3 separate regions of the Mus musculus genome follow, and regions 2 and 3 are each linked to region 1. Evidence: chromatin contacts called from public Hi-C and HiChIP or PLAC-seq data. All regions are on one chromosome and are shown on one strand. Each heading gives the region's core, a stretch centred on a gene start, on an enhancer-like site or on the middle of the called end of the contact. The rest is flanking DNA. Distances are from core to core; before and after follow the strand shown.

What was found. Hi-C and Micro-C count contacts between places; a contact is called where the count stands out from the background. HiChIP or PLAC-seq counts read pairs in DNA pulled down with a chosen protein or histone mark.
Region 2: a Hi-C map of pancreatic cancer cells shows a contact between it and region 1, with 4 times the contacts expected there. The contact joins two enhancer-like sites. A contact is called at or near these places in 15 of 484 Hi-C or Micro-C datasets (the AML12 cell line, the HL-1 cell line, adipose-derived mesenchymal stem cells and 7 more).
Region 3: an H3K27ac HiChIP or PLAC-seq map of the NIH/3T3 cell line shows a contact between it and region 1, with 6 times the contacts expected there. The contact joins two enhancer-like sites. A contact is called at or near these places in 1 of 15 datasets of contacts at CTCF or cohesin (the NIH/3T3 cell line), 6 of 484 Hi-C or Micro-C datasets (the AML12 cell line, embryonic fibroblasts, embryonic stem cells and 2 more) and 1 of 115 datasets of contacts at active chromatin or transcription factors (the NIH/3T3 cell line).

What each region holds. Positions count from the first base shown.
Region 1 is chr3:57,446,551-57,449,829 of GRCm38.p6, reverse strand. No RefSeq gene overlaps it. Among named protein-coding and RNA genes, the nearest start is that of Tm4sf4, 23 kb to the right of the region's middle. Within about 2 kb of position 1,754, at least 20 of the 459 cell types and tissues checked have an H3K27ac peak or open chromatin away from gene starts, as enhancers often do. A contact at or near this core is called in the NIH/3T3 cell line and pancreatic cancer cells, where this site is marked.
Region 2 is chr3:57,202,688-57,205,966 of GRCm38.p6, reverse strand. No RefSeq gene overlaps it. Among named protein-coding and RNA genes, the nearest start is that of Tm4sf1, 98 kb to the left of the region's middle. Within about 2 kb of position 1,681, at least 9 of the 459 cell types and tissues checked have an H3K27ac peak or open chromatin away from gene starts, as enhancers often do. A contact at or near this core is called in pancreatic cancer cells, where this site is marked.
Region 3 is chr3:57,221,181-57,224,459 of GRCm38.p6, reverse strand. No RefSeq gene overlaps it. Among named protein-coding and RNA genes, the nearest start is that of Tm4sf1, 79 kb to the left of the region's middle. Within about 2 kb of position 1,744, at least 20 of the 459 cell types and tissues checked have an H3K27ac peak or open chromatin away from gene starts, as enhancers often do. A contact at or near this core is called in the NIH/3T3 cell line, where this site is marked.

The DNA.
Region 1 (3,279 bases), core at 505-3,004:
AGGATGAAAGGCTCCATCAAACATCTGGGTAAGATGATGTGAGTTAATTTGTGGGGTTTGCAAAAATTAATAGTAATTAACCCCTGATACCCTGGGTGGGGGTGGGGGTGGGAGTCATCTGTAGGATCACCCCAGAGTCAAATAAGAGCTTCAGAGAAGCAAAATGAGAGTGCAATATTAATGAAAAAAAAATCCAGAACACTTGATGCAGCATATGGAGTTCTGTAGAGATGGTGTGTATGTGTCAATGGAAGGTGTGGCAGTCTGAATAAAAATGGCACCCATAGACTCGTAGAGAGTGGACTTATTGGAGTAGGTGTGGCCTTAGTGGAGGAAGTGTGTCACTGGGAGGGTGGGCTTTGAGGTTTCAGAAGTTCAAGACAAGCCTAGTGGCTCACTCTTCCTGCTGCCTGAAGATCCAGATGTAGGACTCTCTGCTACCTCTCCCGCAGCCTATCTGCCTACTGCCACCATGCTTCCCACCATGATGACAATGGACTAAACCTCTGAACTGTAAGCCGGTTTTTCCTTTATATGAGTTGCCAGTGGGTATGGTGTCTGTTTACAGCAATAAAATCCTAATGCAAAGGGCACATGTGGGCAGTCTCCTTGACATACCTCCCCTGGGCTTCATTCCTCCAGCCAGTTCACGCATTCAGTGTCGTGCAGTTCTTACTACGTCTTAACCGAGTTTGTTAAAGTTTAGTTTCTTTATAAAATTAGCATAAGCAAGGGTGGACAATGAGAACATGGCGAAGATAAAGAGCATTGACTTGTGTAAGACACCAGTGACGTGGTCAACACACACCTTCCTTTCCTTTAGAGTATTTCCCCCCTCTCCAGGCTTCTCACGGCACTTAACATTATCTAAGGAAAGAGACTTAACTTGGTTCCCAACTGCAGTGCTTTATTATGAGTCAGAGATTTTTGTCTGCAGGTGAACCCTCAACCCTTTCATTTCTGGTTGGTTTGGTTTTTTTTTTTTTTTTTTTTTTTTTTTTAATCACTGCCATTCCTCATACTTTGTGGTTTTTTGGAGATGCGTTTTTTCATGGGAAGCTACTGGAGAAAAGTTGAATTCTACAGGAAGGTACCTTGGACGAAATTGCAGCCATTTAGTGGCTGAGCAGAGTGGCCACTAGAGGGCAGCAAATAGTCTTGTCTATGTATGAAGGCAACTCTGGCTCAGAGCACAGAACACCACAGAAAAGGAAAAGACATGTGGGACAGACATTTTGGCGTCCTTCTTTGCATTTAACTGTACATTCTTTGATGGAGAGATTTGTGGATTTTAGTGCTAGTGAGGTTATTAAAGACAAAGGAAACCGGAAGGAATAAAGTTTCTATAAGAGCAGGTTCACAGCGGTGTTGATGGCTCTCCTGCTATAGACATCTTAAGTCTTTAGCATAAAATTAGACTTCTTGGCTCTGCAGGAGGCCGAGGGATGGGGTTTCTCTGTTACTCAGTCAGCCAGAATGCCCTCACATTTGAGAACCACTACATTTACAGAAAGTGGGTATGTTTGCTTGCTTACTGTTTAGTTTATGACACATACAAGTATGGCTGTTCTGCATTACTGAACACACATAAACATAAAAATTAAAAACACAGACACCAAATTGAAGTTTACATGGCAACTTTCCACATGGCATCTGGAGGACAGTGGGAAGAACAGATGCTAATTAACACTATCTAAGTGACCATTCTGGTGTCATGATTTTGTTTTACTCCAGCAGTCAGTAGGAGGCAGCATGAGTCTCTGTAGAGGTTTTATTTTTGCTTCAACGATGTCCTCTGAAGTTCTATCTTTATCTCCCCCTCTCTGTTTTTCTGCCATCTCACAATGTAACATCTTTAAAGATTGACTTTTGTGTATATGACTCTTTTGCCTACATGTATGCCTGTGCACTATGTGCATGCTTGGTGCTCTTGGAGGCCAGGAGAAGGCACTAGACCCCCTGGAACTGGTTGTCTGGAAGAGAAGTCAGGCTTCTTATTGACGGAGTTATCTCTCCAGTCCCCCATTACTAACATTTGATGTTTGAAAATGTCATATTTTACTACATATGATCTTAAATGTTCCTCAAGGGTCCATGTGTTAAGGGCTTTCTGTTTCTCCTGAGCAGGATAACTTAGTTCCATTAACATAACAGGGTTAATATCTCTTTTTAATGATCACTTACTGCATGCCTGGCCCAATGCTCAAAAGAAGCACATGCAGAGGAGCCCCCACTCTGTAGGGGAGGAAGGAGACTATACGAGGTCTGGGGTCACCCAAGTGTTTACCCAGATTTCAAAGGAAACGGTGAGAGGCCAGGCCATGTGTGGTAGGACTGAGGTCCCTGCAGGTGCTGAACAAACTATGGGAGTATAGCCTAAGATACTGTGGGGACAATCCAGGAATGTGGAATGTCCCCTGAAGAAGACTGCAGGCAGCGGCCATACCCGATCAACCGAAAGAGAGAAGCCACTTGGGCCACAAGTGGTGAGACTGTAAGTGGGCAGGAAAGGAAAGAATTGTAGGTGTTATGATATGGTATATACAGGGAGTCCTGGGAGCGTGCGGTGGAACTGGCTGCAGATATCAAGGTTGAGAAACCCTGGCCAGGCTTAAGTAACAACACAAGGGGCTGGTGAGATGGCTCGGTAGGTTAAGGTGCATGCTACCAAGCTTGATATCCTGGGTTCCATCCACATGACAGATGAAAAGAGCTGACTTCTCAGAGTTGTCCTCTGACCTCTACACGCAAACCTCCCTACATGCACAATCACTAAAAGTAATTCTTAAAAAGAAACAATACAAGAAAACTAAAACCCACTTCCCTCCTCCAAGGTTGGCCTGGAGACTTTGTAATGTGTAACCTGGGCTCAGCTGAGTGACAGCTCCTCATCCCAGCTTCAAGGGTTGCCTGGCAGCACACTAACCAGATAGGACTCTTGAGCTCCTGGTGGGCAGGGGGAAGCAGCAGCTACCTGTTAGCTCGTATGGACTATTGCTGATCCATGACCTCACCTCTATAATATACACACTGGCTCTTCAACTCTCCACTTTCCCAGGATTCCCCTTAATGCCTCTGACCTTCAAGTCCTGTGATAAAGGCTTCTCATTTCTACAGGACACGCATATCATGTATATCACAAGAATAAAGAACAGCATGTTACTCCATCCACATGAGCTCCACATCATGCCTGTGTTTCAACCACCTCTTGTTCTGTCTGATTTTTTAAAAATTTTGCTTATTTTTTAAAAATATTTATGTATTTATTATATGTAAGTA
Region 2 (3,279 bases), core at 432-2,931, 240 kb after region 1:
TATGGTTATGTCAGCCACATACAATTTTAACTTTTCTACTTGGCCTTCTGGCCTTAAACATTTAATCCAAACAACACTGCTTCACATGAGATGTGTTCCAAAATCTATAAACTGAGTGGAGACATCTCGAAATGGCCAATTTTGATTCCACGGTTTTTCAGAAATTATAAACACAGTAACCCCAGTGTCCATCAAACCTTTAATTTCAACATCATTTACCATTAACCTTAATTTTGGTCTTTCATTAATAATGATAGTTTGCCAAAATACTTTCCTCCCAGTACTTCTAAATCTTCTTGTCATATTTATTGAAGCTGCTTTACCTTTGTGATATGGAAGTAATGATAATTGAGCAGTCCTATCACTTGGCTATAGTTGTATAGTTTTCTTAACATAAGCCATGATTTAGTTTCACATTGATAATCTTCATCTATTAGTTCTGCCTGTACAATAAACCTGAGAGCTGTGAAACTACTTCCCAAAATATCCCTACTGGTTCTGTACAAAGACCATACACACCACTAGCTATTTTATAACAATTAATTTGTGGAGACAGTGTAAGATGTTTACCCACTGCTGAGTCAAAAGCAGCACTATCTGTAGCAGTAATACCATGCACTAAATCTCTAATACTGACTTTATGTTCTCTAGCCTTCTTTGTGAGCTATTTTGTTACTGACAGGATGTTGTTGGCTCATGTTGTTTGCTCTTGGGTGCTGAGTTGGGCTCTCTGAGTTGTGGTATCCTCTGGTAAAAATTTGCCTTAGACATCTCCTACTGATTGGCAGTCATTAGCCCAATGTCTGGCTTTTCCACATTTATTCCAAATTCTTGCTGTTATATTTTGATTATTTTGAAATGAGTCATTTCCTTTAGTATGCAAATTTTTACATTCTTTTTTCAAAATGTTCAAACTTCCAAAGTTAAGGCATCATGTTTTCTGAGAGTTAAGACCGTTACCTAAGGCTTGTCAAGTTAAAGTTGTATTATATGCAGCTGATATACAATATCAGCATCAGCTTTATTCCGTTAATCTAGATTGGCAAGTTGAATTTTTAATGATAGTTATTTGCATGTTCAAAAGCCAAAGATTCAAGTAGCACCTTTCTTATATCTGGATCTGCTATTGTTCTTCGCACTGCTGAAGTTAAGCTTTGCAGTAAGTCAGTGTAAGCACCTCCCGGACTTGTGATAATTTTACCAAAAGATGTAGTCATTTTTCCTGGTCCTCAACTCTATCCTATGCCCTTAAAGGCACAAAAAAAATCCCTTGTGCTATAGTGGTATCCTCAAGTTGTACCTATATGTCAGTCAGCAAATTGACCTTCACTTAAAAAACGATCCTATTATAAATATTCCTTTAGCCTGATTACATTGTTCTGTGGCCATTGATTCCTCTCTCCACCATGTAAGCCATTGTAATTGAGGACCAACTTCTAATATAGCTGTCATTAAATCCTTCCACTCTGTGGTATAATTCTATTCTGCATAGCCCGATTGTTTATTATCTGTCTCACAATGCATCTTTTAATCACCTTAAATCTGTCCCATCTATAGGTTTCCAATCAATCTGAACATAACCTTGAGGATGCTATCTGCGTGAATCTAATGCTTTGTTACTGAAAACACTTAAGGTGTTATTTTAAGACCCAGGCAATAATTCCTCCATGCTGGCACAAGGTGGCAGCAAAGATCTATGATTAAACACATCTCTTTTTTAATGAAAGGGCTCAGCTTGGTGTAACTCTTGTCCAAACACTGTTTTTGTTTTTGTCTTTTATACCTTCCCTCTTGTTTCAGGAAGTAACTTTTTCCTCCTCCATATCCTTTCTCTTGTTTTGGGAATAAACTCCTTTGTCTCAAGAGCTTTTCTACTTGTCTATTTAATATCTGAAGTTGTGCAGTAAATTCAAGGTCTTTTTCTAGGTCAATCTCATCTGCAGGAGGGGAAGGAAATTCCTCTCCTTACTTGTATCACTTCCAGTTTCTTCTGAGGTACCTTCTCATTTGTTGACAGATTAATCTGCTGTACATTGAATCTCTATATTTCTGACTTTTCATACTGTAATGGTTCTAAGACATTTGAAATTAAAGTACATAACAACTAAATATTTGTAGATATTTCATCCCCTTCTGGTGGGCCTATCTTAAAGACTTTAGCACTTGAATCCAGAAAAAATAAAATTTTATTTATTTTATTTTATTTTATTTATTATTCTTCAATAATTTATTCACTTTGCATCCCTAACATGGGAGAAGCTGGGACAGGATCCTTCTGGTTGCCATCTGCACCTAGAGTTAAGGCTGTTCCGCAGTCCTCTGTACACGGGGCCTTCCAGGAGAGAGCTGGTCTCCCAGGAGAGCTCTCACTCCTGGGCTCAGAGGTGAGATCTCCATTTTCTCTCCAATAACCGTCCAAAGCAGGACTGGCCAGGAGCACACAGGGCACAGGAACAGTGTAACAGCTGGGACAGGATTTTTCCGGTTGCAGTCTACAAACAGGAGCTAAAGCTGTTCCACAATCCTTGGTACACAGGTCCCACCAAAAGAGCTGGTCTCCCAGGAGTGCTGATGCAGACTTACAGGCCCACAGGAGGGACAAGCTCTAGCCAGAAACAGCAAGACCAACTAACACCAGAGATAATCAGATGGGAAAGCACAATAAACCAGAAAGGCAAGCACAAGAATGTTACCAACAGAAACCAAAGCTACTAGGCATCGTCAGAACCCAGTTCTCCCACCACAGCAAGTCCTGGATGCCCATACACACTGGAAAAGCAAAATTTGGATTTAAAATCAAATTTCATGATGCTGATAGAGGACTTTAAGAAGGACATAAATAACCCCCTTAAAGAAATACAGGAGAACACAGGTAAACAGGTAGAAGCCCTTAAACAGGAAACACAAAAATCCCTTAAAGAATTACAGGAAAACACAACCAAATTGGTGAAGAAATTGAATAAAATCATCCAGGATCTAAAAATGGAAGTAGAAACAACAAAGAATCCACAAAGGGAGACAACTCTGGAGATAGAAAACCTAAGAAAGAGATCAGGAGTCATAGATGCAAGCATCACGAACAGAATAAAAGAGATAGAAGAGAGAATCTCAGGTGCAGAAGATACCATAGAAAACATTGACACAACCGTCAAAGAAAATGCAAAATGCAAAAAGCTTCTAACCAAAAACATCCAGGTAACCCAGAACACAATGAGAAGACCAAACCTAAGGATGATAGGTATAGAAGAGAAAGAAGATTCTCAACTCAAAAGGCCAGGA
Region 3 (3,279 bases), core at 495-2,994, 230 kb after region 1:
ACAATTATATGGATTTAACTCTTACTATATTTTATTACCCTTGAAAACGAGGTTATAAGAGCATTACCAATCTCCATGGATTATCAATTTTCATTTGCAGATTACTAGCTTAGAATAGAAAATCATTATCTAGCTGTCAAACTCCAAGATCTTCTCATATGAACCAAATTTGTGATTATAAAAATTTTCCAATCTTTCCCCATATTAAAGGCAGCTGCCTATTTTATTGATGGTTTATATAATGGTATAGGATGGTGCCATAATCCAGATGCTCATCAATACGGGAATATTTCTCTTTTCTCAGCCCAGGAGGAGGAATTCACTGTTCTGATTAATTTATTACTGTTAAATCATAAACCATTAGATATTGTTTCCAATCCTGCTTACGTTATAGGATTGTTTCCAGCATAGGACCTGCTTTAATTTTGTCTTCACATACTACTTTGTTTCCATGACTACAGGAACTATGGCAACTGGTTAAAGCCTGTACACATCCTTTGTTTATTGCTCATCCTTGTGCATACTCTAACCTCCCTGATTTGATTGCAGAAGGAAATAAGGACGCTGATGCTTTAACTTGCTCTCTTTTTACTTCTACCAGACATCAATACCTACTACATACTAATGCTAATAGACTTCATGTACAATACCACATCCACTTAGGTAAGTGAGGTACAGTGTATAAGAGTACCCTATGTGGACCCACTTAACATTGTCAATCATGTAGTAGAGTTAACTCCAGAGGTGAAAAAACTAATAAAATTATAGCAAATTAATATCACTCACTTTGCTCTTGTTGCTTGGATTCTGTACCTACATGTTTGCATTGTTGCATTGTCTTAGAGTTTCCATTGCTGTGAAGAGACACCATGACCACAAAGACTCTTATAAGGAAACATTTAATTGGGGCTAGCTTACAGAGGTTAGTCCATTGTGGTGGGAATCATGGTGACATGCAAGCAGACATGGTGCTGGAGAGTTACCTGAGAGTTTTCCATCAAGATCATTAGGCAGCAGAAAGAGTGAAGCATTAGGCCTGCCTTGAGACTCCGGGACCTCTAAGTGTGCTTCCAGTGACAGTCTTTCTCTAACAAAGCCACACCTACTCCAACAAGGCCATACCTTTAATAGTGCCACTTTTTGTGGGGTTATGGGGACCATTTTTATTCAAACTACCACATATATTTTCTAAACTTTTTTGGGTTCTACCTTAATCTTTAGAAAATACTTCTGCAGTAGGCTATTTTCTTATGTAAACTTTGGCTGTTATGGGAGTGTGCACTTCTATAAAAAAATGAACAATGGACCAGTTTATAATAGCAAAACATTTAAGAACTTCTGTAAAGGATAAAATATTAATCATATTACAGATATTCCTATAATCCTCAAGGTCAAGGCATAATTGGAAGAGCACATAGAACATTGAAATAATTATTAAAAAATAAAAAGGGGGAGGAACAAGGGATATTCTTGCATTTTACTTATTTATTCTTAATTTTTAAAATTTGTCCAAAGGTGATATATGTTCAAGAGGTCAATAATATTCCTCTAAGGAGCATTATTAAAGGCCTTTTTGGTTTAAACAGTTTGAGACTTGGAAGCCCAGTTAGCTAAAAGAAAAATTGGGAAAGAATATGCATCTGTTCCTCATTTTGATCTTCCTGTCATTGCTCAGGATTGGGCAATCGGGCTGCTGGCAAGCATGCTCAGGGGCTGAGTCGGCTACAACCTCTAGACTGCTATACACCACTCTATTGGTGCACTCAGCAAGGCCATGTTTCTCATCCACCCTTGTTAGTCTCTCATAGTTGTAGTACCACAGGCCAAGGCTACCATCCATCAAAGCCTTCTCTCACATCTGTCACAGCCGTAGCATTTCTAGTTCTGCCTCTCTTCACAGAGCCCTCACAGTTTCATCCCTCCATCTTTCCCACCTCTCTATTGCATATTTGTTTGTCATAGGGGAACTGGAAACTGTAGTGTGTCACAGAGCATTCTTTTTTTTTCCCCCCCAACAGCTTTACATGCAAATATTTATTGCAATGAGTTCTTGGTCTTATTCAAGGTTTCTGGTTTCTGAAGCACCATGAACACTGAACCATTGCCAAGACTCATCTAGGCTATCCTGCCTTTGCCCAGAGTCAGGGTGATGTTATGGCTAAGCAGGACATCCGCAGTTGACATATGGGAGCTCCTAGATGCTGCACACCTCCCTGCCTTTGATATCTGCAGTCCCAGGGTTCATCGGATTCCACCTTTGTGCTTGTAGCCTGTGGGTACAGCTGTTGCCCTGAATGTTTTGTCTCCTGTCTGCCCATCTTAGAGCAAACAGCCTGGGCTGGAGCCACAGCTACTCCCTGATCCGGACCAGCTGGGATCTTACTAGCACCCACTCACTAAGGATATGTTTTCTCAGGAGCTTCAGCCACTGCACACCTCTGGACTTGACTGTTGTGCTTGTAGGCTATCAGTGGTGCTTGCCCTGAGCTATCCATCTCCCACCAGGGCAAGCAGCACACGCTCAGTCATGACAGCTCCATGCTGGGAGATAGACAGCAGGCCTAGGGCCAGCCGTATTCAGTAATGACCTATTTCTGTGGGAGCTTCAGGCAGATGCATATCTACCTGTCATCAGTGCCAGCCACCCCACAGCTCATCAGGCACGACCTTTCTCCTTGCAGCTTTTCATTCCAATTTCATGAATACACCTTTTAAAAGCATCTTCCCATAGACTTGACTTTTTCCTCCTTAGTTGTTCCTGAGATCTTGTGGGCTCTGCAGACTCCTTTTCTACCACCACCGCGTACCCTTCAGAGCCTTCATGGGTCTCTCAGACTCCTCGGAGATCCATGGCAAGTGCCAGCAGCCACTACTGTTGTTATTTTCCATATATATATATATATATATATATATATATGTGCCATGGATATGTGTATATACACATACACATATATATTCACACATATATATGTATATATGTATATATGTGTGTATGTGTATATATATGTATATATATGCCTTTAATACTATAAACTTGCCCTTTAGAACAGCCTATTGTGTCCCACAAGTTTGGGTATATTGTATATCATTTCATTTTTATTGAATTCTATAAAGTCTGACTTCTTCATTTCTATCTTGACCCCATTTTGGTTTAGTAGAAAGTTATTCAGTTTCCATGTGTTTGTGAGATTTCTGTTATTTTTGTTCTTGTTTTATCCAGCTTTAATGTGTGGTAGACAGAAAGGATGCAGGATGTTATTTTGATTTTCTTGTATCTGC